2 separate regions of the Danio rerio genome follow, and region 2 is linked to region 1. The links are chromatin contacts, called in public Hi-C maps. All regions are on one chromosome and are shown on one strand. The core of a region is the stretch at or near the end of the contact, and the rest is flanking DNA. Distances in the headings are between cores, read along the strand shown.

Evidence for each region. Hi-C and Micro-C count contacts between places; a contact is called where the count stands out from the background.
Region 2: a contact with region 1 is called in a Hi-C map of an unstated tissue, with 5 times the contacts expected there. The contact joins the promoter of arl4ab here to the enhancer-like site in region 1. A contact is called at or near these places in 2 of 18 Hi-C or Micro-C datasets (caudal fin and an unstated tissue).

The regions. Positions count from the first base shown.
Region 1 is chr19:33,562,469-33,566,242 of GRCz12tu, forward strand. It overlaps a transcript of meox2b not described here. Among named protein-coding and RNA genes, the nearest start is that of meox2b, 29 kb to the right of the region's middle. Within about 2 kb of position 2,168, at least 6 of the 62 cell types and tissues checked have an H3K27ac peak or open chromatin away from gene starts, as enhancers often do.
Region 2 is chr19:33,798,930-33,802,703 of GRCz12tu, forward strand. It overlaps arl4ab (ADP-ribosylation factor-like 4ab), which reads right to left and starts at 2,150. Exons shown (of 2, transcript NM_200318.2): 1 at 2,012-2,150; 2 at 1-1,360. The coding sequence starts at 1,228. The coding sequence ends at 623.

The DNA.
Region 1 (3,774 bases), core at 918-3,417:
ATTATTCTGATAAATTAGTTTTTAAGGTAAATGCACTGTTTTGAAGTCAAATCTGACAAATCTGTAAAACTGACCACAATTTTTCACACACAACATAATGGGGACACCTCGTGGGCTACATGTATATTGCAGTGAATTACAGTCTCAAGCAATGCTCTATTAAATCAGCAGATGGCAGACTAAACATACACAATGAAGCATTCATAGGCACTTTATAGGCACTTTATATTCTCTATTCATAATATATGAATTTGCACTGAAATTCTTAAAAACTAAATGTGTATAAAGAAATATATGAATTGTTTAATTATATTAATTTATTAAACTACATTTTAGTAAATAACATGATTATATTACATTTTGACATTCACTCAACTGATACATAATTCATTTAATAAAGAGATGAAATTATAATAAAATACGATTCAACAACCTTTACGTATGTGTATATGTATCTGTCCTTTTCGATGGACATCAGGTCAGAACAGTTGTACTTCCCAAAAATTATGCCAACACAAAATACACACACACACACACACACACACACACACACACACATGATTGCTGGTAATCTTGAAATTTATTTTCAAAATCACAAACATTTAAGTTTCTAACATTTTTACTTTAATTTTAGGGTTTTGGTTTTATATAGAGTGTTTATAACAAACTTTCTTTATCTTCCTTGTCGCTCCACATAATGTCCACATCTGAGATATTTCCATCTGCTATATGCTCAAGAACTTCAAGATCTGTATATTTTGCGTATGAAACTTTTTCAGCAAAGAATTAGTACATTCAGTTCAAGCAGCATTACTGAAGATTTACTTTCAGTAACAGATTTTGAACCTATTGTACATTCTAATGGACAGACATATTTGACATACCAATAAACCGGAATCAAAACATTGTAAACGTGGCTTGCGTTTGTGTCTGGAATGAAGGGATGCCATGTTGGTTTTCAGTGTTCAGTTGTTGTTGTTTTTTTCCAAAATACAACATGCCGAGCCTGACTGCCATTTGATTGGATGACAATCGTCCACTCTTATGGACTGCAGGCTTTAAATTAGATGAAATGCTCAGGAACCATAGAAAACATGAGCTGTCATGCGATGTTCATTGTAATGGACACAGGGTCCGATTATTATGTGATTTATTATTCATGAATGCATTTGTTCTTATCCGTTTAACATTTGTATCTTTATTTAGATTTTCTATCAAATATTTCTATACATTTTTGTTCACTTTCAACTTTGCATATAAGCAATTTCTGTAGATAAGAATTTTTTAATGGTTAATTTTTGTTTTAAACGTCCCCATTAATATTCTGAAGAGTTATGAGTCACAACAGACCAACTCCAATGGTTCATTAGCAAATATAGTTCATTTAGAAAAATAAGCAGCAAATTTACAACATCAACCATATAATCCATATAAAGCAAGTAAGTAGTGAAATGAAGAATTCTTTGATATTTTACTGTGACTGCACCTTAAAATTGAGACAGATCTGCTGTAAAACACCTTTTATTTTGTATTATATAATTTCATCTGTCCCACATCCACCTTTCTAACCCATCTCATGGTGAATTATACTGCCAATTATACCCGCAAACCTGACCTTGGCCAAGTTACTAGATTATGATCCACAGTATCGCTCTAACTGCCGGTCCGCAGTGTTGACTAATGGCAGGTTGACCTTGTGGTGCCAATGGGCATCTGGTCAAGGCTGTGTGCTTTACCACAGATGTCTGGGATGGGAAGTGTGCAATAAATCTATAGGCTCAAAATTAGTTCAGTGAAATGCCAACCTACTGCTCTGTTTGGTTGGGCCCATTTTTTTTCTAACCGACGCTGATGTCATATCCTGGTTTGAGGTACATTTGGATATATGAATTTGGCTTCTCTATGTGTGTGTGTGTGTGTGTGTGTGTGTGTGTGTGTGTGTGTGTGTGTGTGTGTGTGTGTGTGTGTGTGTGTGTGTGTGTGTGTGTGTGTGTTTGTGTGTGTGTGTTTGTGTGTGTGTGTGTGTATGGCCAGGTCTAATTACAGACTGGGTAAAGAGGCCCGTTGAGGGACATAAGTAAGCTTCTAGTAGGCCTAAGGTCTCCCAGATTTACCACAGCATGAAAAGTGAGAAATAGACAGTGAGAGAGTGAGAGAGACGAGCCAAGAGAGAAAGCTGAGGAGAAATTTAAGGACTTGTGGGCGGAAAAAGGAGGAGTGTATCAGTGTCTTTATGTGTGAATCTATTCTGATCTTGTCACAGGATTCAGCACCACTGAATCAGGTTTTCTGAAACATGTCAGTATTTAAAAAATTGTTTTCACATGAAATATATATATTTTTTTGTGATATTTGTGTATACACTCTCAGAAAAAAATGGTACAATGTTGCACCAAAGAATGTACAAACCCTTGTCACTGGGGCAGTACCTTTTTTTGGAACAGAATTGCACTTTAAGACGAAGAAATAAATTTGTAACTTTGCAGTTTGTACCTTTTAAGGACATGATTTGTACTATGGGAAACCAAAATGTACCTTTGGTTTTTAAAACCTGCAGATACAATATTGTACCTTTTATCAAAGGTACAAATCTGATCCATAAAGGTACCACTGTGACAGGACACTTTGTACTTTTACAGTGTCAAATGTGTTTCTTCAAGAACTATTCAAAGGCATTTTGCTACATCCAAAATGTGTCAATTTATTTTCAGCAAATTTAAAGTTTCTTTAATTTACAATTAAAAATAAAAACAAATAATAAAAAATGTTCTCCCATTTTCTCACAATATCTTTATAATCACTCAAATATTCATTCAAATTGCTTAATTAAAAAAAAAATAGAATTATGCAAAAGTCTTGTAACGAGTTATGCACAATGTCTGATTAGCTTTACAATACTAAAATTTCTGCATATGTGGGACTTTTGCCAGCTCCCATGTTTTAATATGAAAATTATTCGTAAAATCACTTAATCCAGTCATATTTATTTTCATGGTATTGTAACAAAGAAGGAGTTGTTGATGTACCTTTTATATGAGAACAATTGTGTACCTCCATTTCAGTTGTACCGAAAAAGGTACAGAACAGTATCATAAGAGGCCTTTTAATAATTTAATATAATAAGGTACAATTTTTACAAAGGTACAAAACTGTTCTTAAAGGAACACTTTTTGTACCACTGTGAACCTTTTTTTCTGAGAGTGTTTACAGTTGAAGTCAAATTTATTATTATTATTATTATTTTCAAATATTTCCCATATGATGTTTAACAGAGCAGAAGGAAATTATTTCTATAATACTTATGTTTTAATTTGGCTAGAATAAAAACAGTATTTAATTTTTAAACGATTTTAAGTTTAGTATTATTATTTTTTTGATAGTCTACAGAACAAACTATCGTTATACAATGATTTGCCTAATTATCCTAACTTGCCTCGTTAATCTAATTAAGCCTGTAAATGTCACTTTAAGCAGAATACTAGCATCTTAAAAATATCTAGCTAAATACAATTTACTATCATCATTGCAAAGATAAAAAGAGATTGATTATTAGAAATGAGTTATTAAAACTATTATGTTTAGAAATGTGTTGAAAAAAGATCTTCTTTACATTAAACAGAAATTGGGGAAAAGATATACACGGGGAGGCTAATAATTGTATATGGAAATAATTTCACCAGAGGACTTAAATATTATAAAATTTGACTTGAATAAAATAGTTTTTTGGATGATTTGGTGATTTTTATATTTCTATCTAAAGGTGGACATCGAAAA
Region 2 (3,774 bases), core at 900-3,399, 240 kb after region 1:
AGTGGTTAGCGAAATACCCTGCTTCAGTGAGTCTAGTCAAATAAACATTTGTGCGTTCCCCAACAAGTGATCCATAAAGCTTATTCTGGTTCCCCTGACCACCGAGACGACAAACACTCAGGGAAAATGAAGGGTGGTCATTCTGGATAAAACTAATCATCCTGAATGTGCAGGTTTTTTTTTTCATTAGTCCATGGCAGCTTTGGTAATCAGTCCTTCCATTTCAAGACTTCATATGAATGCTAGGATATTAGATACGTGTAACATGTCAGACAATAACCAACTCTTTGGCGAACAGTCTCTGTCATTTACAAGTTCATGTCCAGTACTGTCCTTCACAAGAACTGGATGTACCACAGACCCAATGACATTGCGTAACACTGCGTTAATGTGAAAGTTCCATGTGATCGTCCCACAGCTGCTACAATCCGATAACCAAAGTGGACAATCAATATTGTCCTCTCGCAGTCTCTGAACTGTACCCATCCAGGACCTCCTGACTGATAAAACTCAGCCCGATGAAACAATACTTCCAGGAGCGCAGTGGCCACAAAGGCCTATGGCACATTAGTAGCGGAGCCATCACAGAGGCCTACCAGCTCACATTCTCATCACCAAAGAGTCATCTTTTCCGTTTCTGCTGCCTCATCATTTTTCTCCGCTTGATGATCATGGTGTGGAGGCGTTCAAGGCCTTCTTGGAGACCTTCTCCGATGATGGCACAAGCCGGTTGGAGGTGCCAGGGTGTATGGGAACCGAGCTCATTCAGCGCCAACATCTGTTCAACTTCAGAGAGGGGCAAAGCGCTACGCAGGTCCTGCTTGTTAGCCACCACCAGCACAGGCACCCCCAGGTTCTCCTGAAGCCGTGTGATCTTATGTAGCTCCGTCTTGGCTTCCTCCATGCGTTCTGCATCTACCGAGTCCACCACAAACACAAGGCCATCGGCACACCGTGTGTATGAGCGCCAGAGTGGTCGGAGCTTCTCCTGACCCCCTACATCCCAAAAGTGAAAGGTGGCAGTCCGGCTTTTAGGACCAAGATTTACTTTGATCTTCTCTGTGTTGAAGCCCTTAGTGGGAACGGTGTTCACAAACTCGTTGAAGCGTAGTCTGTACAACACTGTGGTCTTACCGGCACAGTCCAATCCGAGAATAACAATGTGCAGGGCCTGGAAGGACGGCAGGCACGGAAAGATGGCATGGGGCTCTGATAATCCATTCCCCATCTTGTTTCTCCACTCTGATGAGGATGAAAGCGAACGTGGGGACTCGGGAGACCAGGTGTCGCCGCTGCTATCGCTTCACCAAATATTCACAAGGCTTCTCTCGTTCCCCTGAGAAGCTGCTGCTCTGATAACCTGAAACCAAATGAAAAAGGAGATGATGCAATGAGGCCAGCAGTGGAGCACCATGACACACAGTTTTACAGCTCTCCTTTACTTCATCCTAAATAAGCATGCTTGTCTTTTTGTCATTCTAAAAGGGACACAGATTCATCCAGGCTGGGTGTCATTCAGTGCCAGTGATGGTGAATGAAGGATGAAACAGCAGGAAGCCTATTTGCACATGTAGCGCCACAGGGGCGCCAAAATTACGCATCGGTAAAAATCCAAGACTCGTGTCTGTCTATTCATGCTATTTTATTGTTCAACAGTAGTTGCCAGTTGCAAACAGATAAAAGCGCACGTGCTGGCCTATGTAAATGTGGAAAACACGAGTCTGTCGCAGATCTCTATGGCCAACTGTAAACGCGCTTTAGGAGTGGCACATCTCCATACATGAAGACATGAATATTATTCATCATTTTCATCCAACAAGTAATTCAACATGGCAGACGTTATCATTTTGAGCTCCAAGAATGTTTACTGGTCCCCAGAATGCTGGCTATTCGTTTCCCAAATATTAAGTTACTCTAAATTACATTATCACTCAGACTAATGATATATATCTATAATTTAAGCGTTGCCAGCACACGCATATACTAGAAAAAAGTCTTAATCGGCACCCACCTTATTTCGTGCGATCCTTCCTCCAAGCGTTAGCTCAGCAGATGAAAATGTATCCGACTATTTTCAAAATATTGTTGTCATTCAAATCAGCTGAGCCGACAAGTGTATATCCACTCCTTCTGACAGCGCCTGTTTCACTGACTCTCCGGCGAGCTGCTTCCACTCCATTCTAGCAGGGATGGCTCCGCCCACTGTGTGGAAGAATGCGCCGATTGGTTCAACCCATTGCGCTCGCGTTATTTTCCCTGCAGTTTGGATGGTCAAAAGTCAAGCCTGTCGTCTGCTTGGACACGCCTCCTCACCACCTGTTCATGTCGCTCAAGGCGTTTAAAGTTTCGGAGACGCGCTTAAAGGTGAGCCTCAGCGGCTTTTTAGAGCTGGAAAACAAAAAGAGAGCTTGTGGAGCTTTTGGTTCAGTGTGTTATCTGCAAAAAAAGCACCTCATGCTGTATTTCGTCAGTGTTTACTGAGTGAGGCACTGTTCAAACGATTCTCGAGTTGTCTGAATCATTGAGGGAACTGATTCAGTTCGTTTTGTTTGATGCTCTGCAATCTATTTAAAATATCCCAATCAAAACAGTTCTTTATTCTCTTATAGATTATAACAAAATAAATATAACAAATAAATAAACAAGGGTAACAATTTATTTTGATGGTCCAGTTGAGTATTAGACTATCTGCTTAATAGCTGTTGATACTGCTCCTTCAAGAAGAAACTGTGCAAGTAGATATAGTTTACCTTAAAATCAACGGACCATCCAAATAAAGTGTGACCCGCATGGTACAGTTTTTGTATGAGTTTGGATGCATTTTAAAGCATTTATATATTTTAAAAGATGAATGTATTTACCTAAATATGTTCTAAAAGTGCACCATTGTAAAATGTAAAAAAAATTTGAGCAAGACACAAAAAAGCTCTTCTGTTATCAGACAAAATCAGACATATCTGTATAGTTGTTTTCTGTTAATCTAAACCAGAGAAGCCCAAACTAGGGCCAGGGGGCCAAAGTTGGACCTTGGTAAACTTTGATTTGGCCCACCATCCCATCTGAGAGAGAGTGATGGGGATGGTTTCCACATTGACATTTCAAATTAATGTAACCATTTGTTTGTTTGCTTTATTGTTATTTTTAAAAGCCAACTAAAATAAAATTTCAACTAAATTATGTAAATTAATCAGATATTGTCTAAATGTACATACTACCTCCCATCAGTCCAGAGAATTTGGTGAGTAAAACAGGTCAAACGCAGATTCTGCTTGACCTGTGTATTCAGCATTGAACTCCACTGTGGTATAAACGGGATAGTTTGTTTTTATTGCAATAAGCAATAATTTTTAATATTTAAAAGGTTATACTGCATTAGATAATACAATTTAAAGTAACTTTTTCTATTTATTTTGAAATATTATGAATCAAATTTGGTATAAATACCTTCGGCCCACAGCTCTGAGTGATATTTGGTTTTTGGCCCTTCATTCGAAAAAAGTTTAGGCACCCCTGATCTAAACTGTTTTAGACTGGATTCTTTTAAAAAGCACAATGTATATTGATCTCCATCCACATTCTATTGCAGGGTGCCAAAAATGTTCACATTTATACCACAGTGGAGTTCAATGCTGAACACACAGGTTAAGCAGAATCTGCTTTTGAATTGTTTTACTCACCAAATTCTCAGCATTGTCAGGTGATATGTACATTTAGAAAAAAAAAATCTGATTATTTTACATCATTTAATTGAAACATTTAATTTCAGTTGGCTTT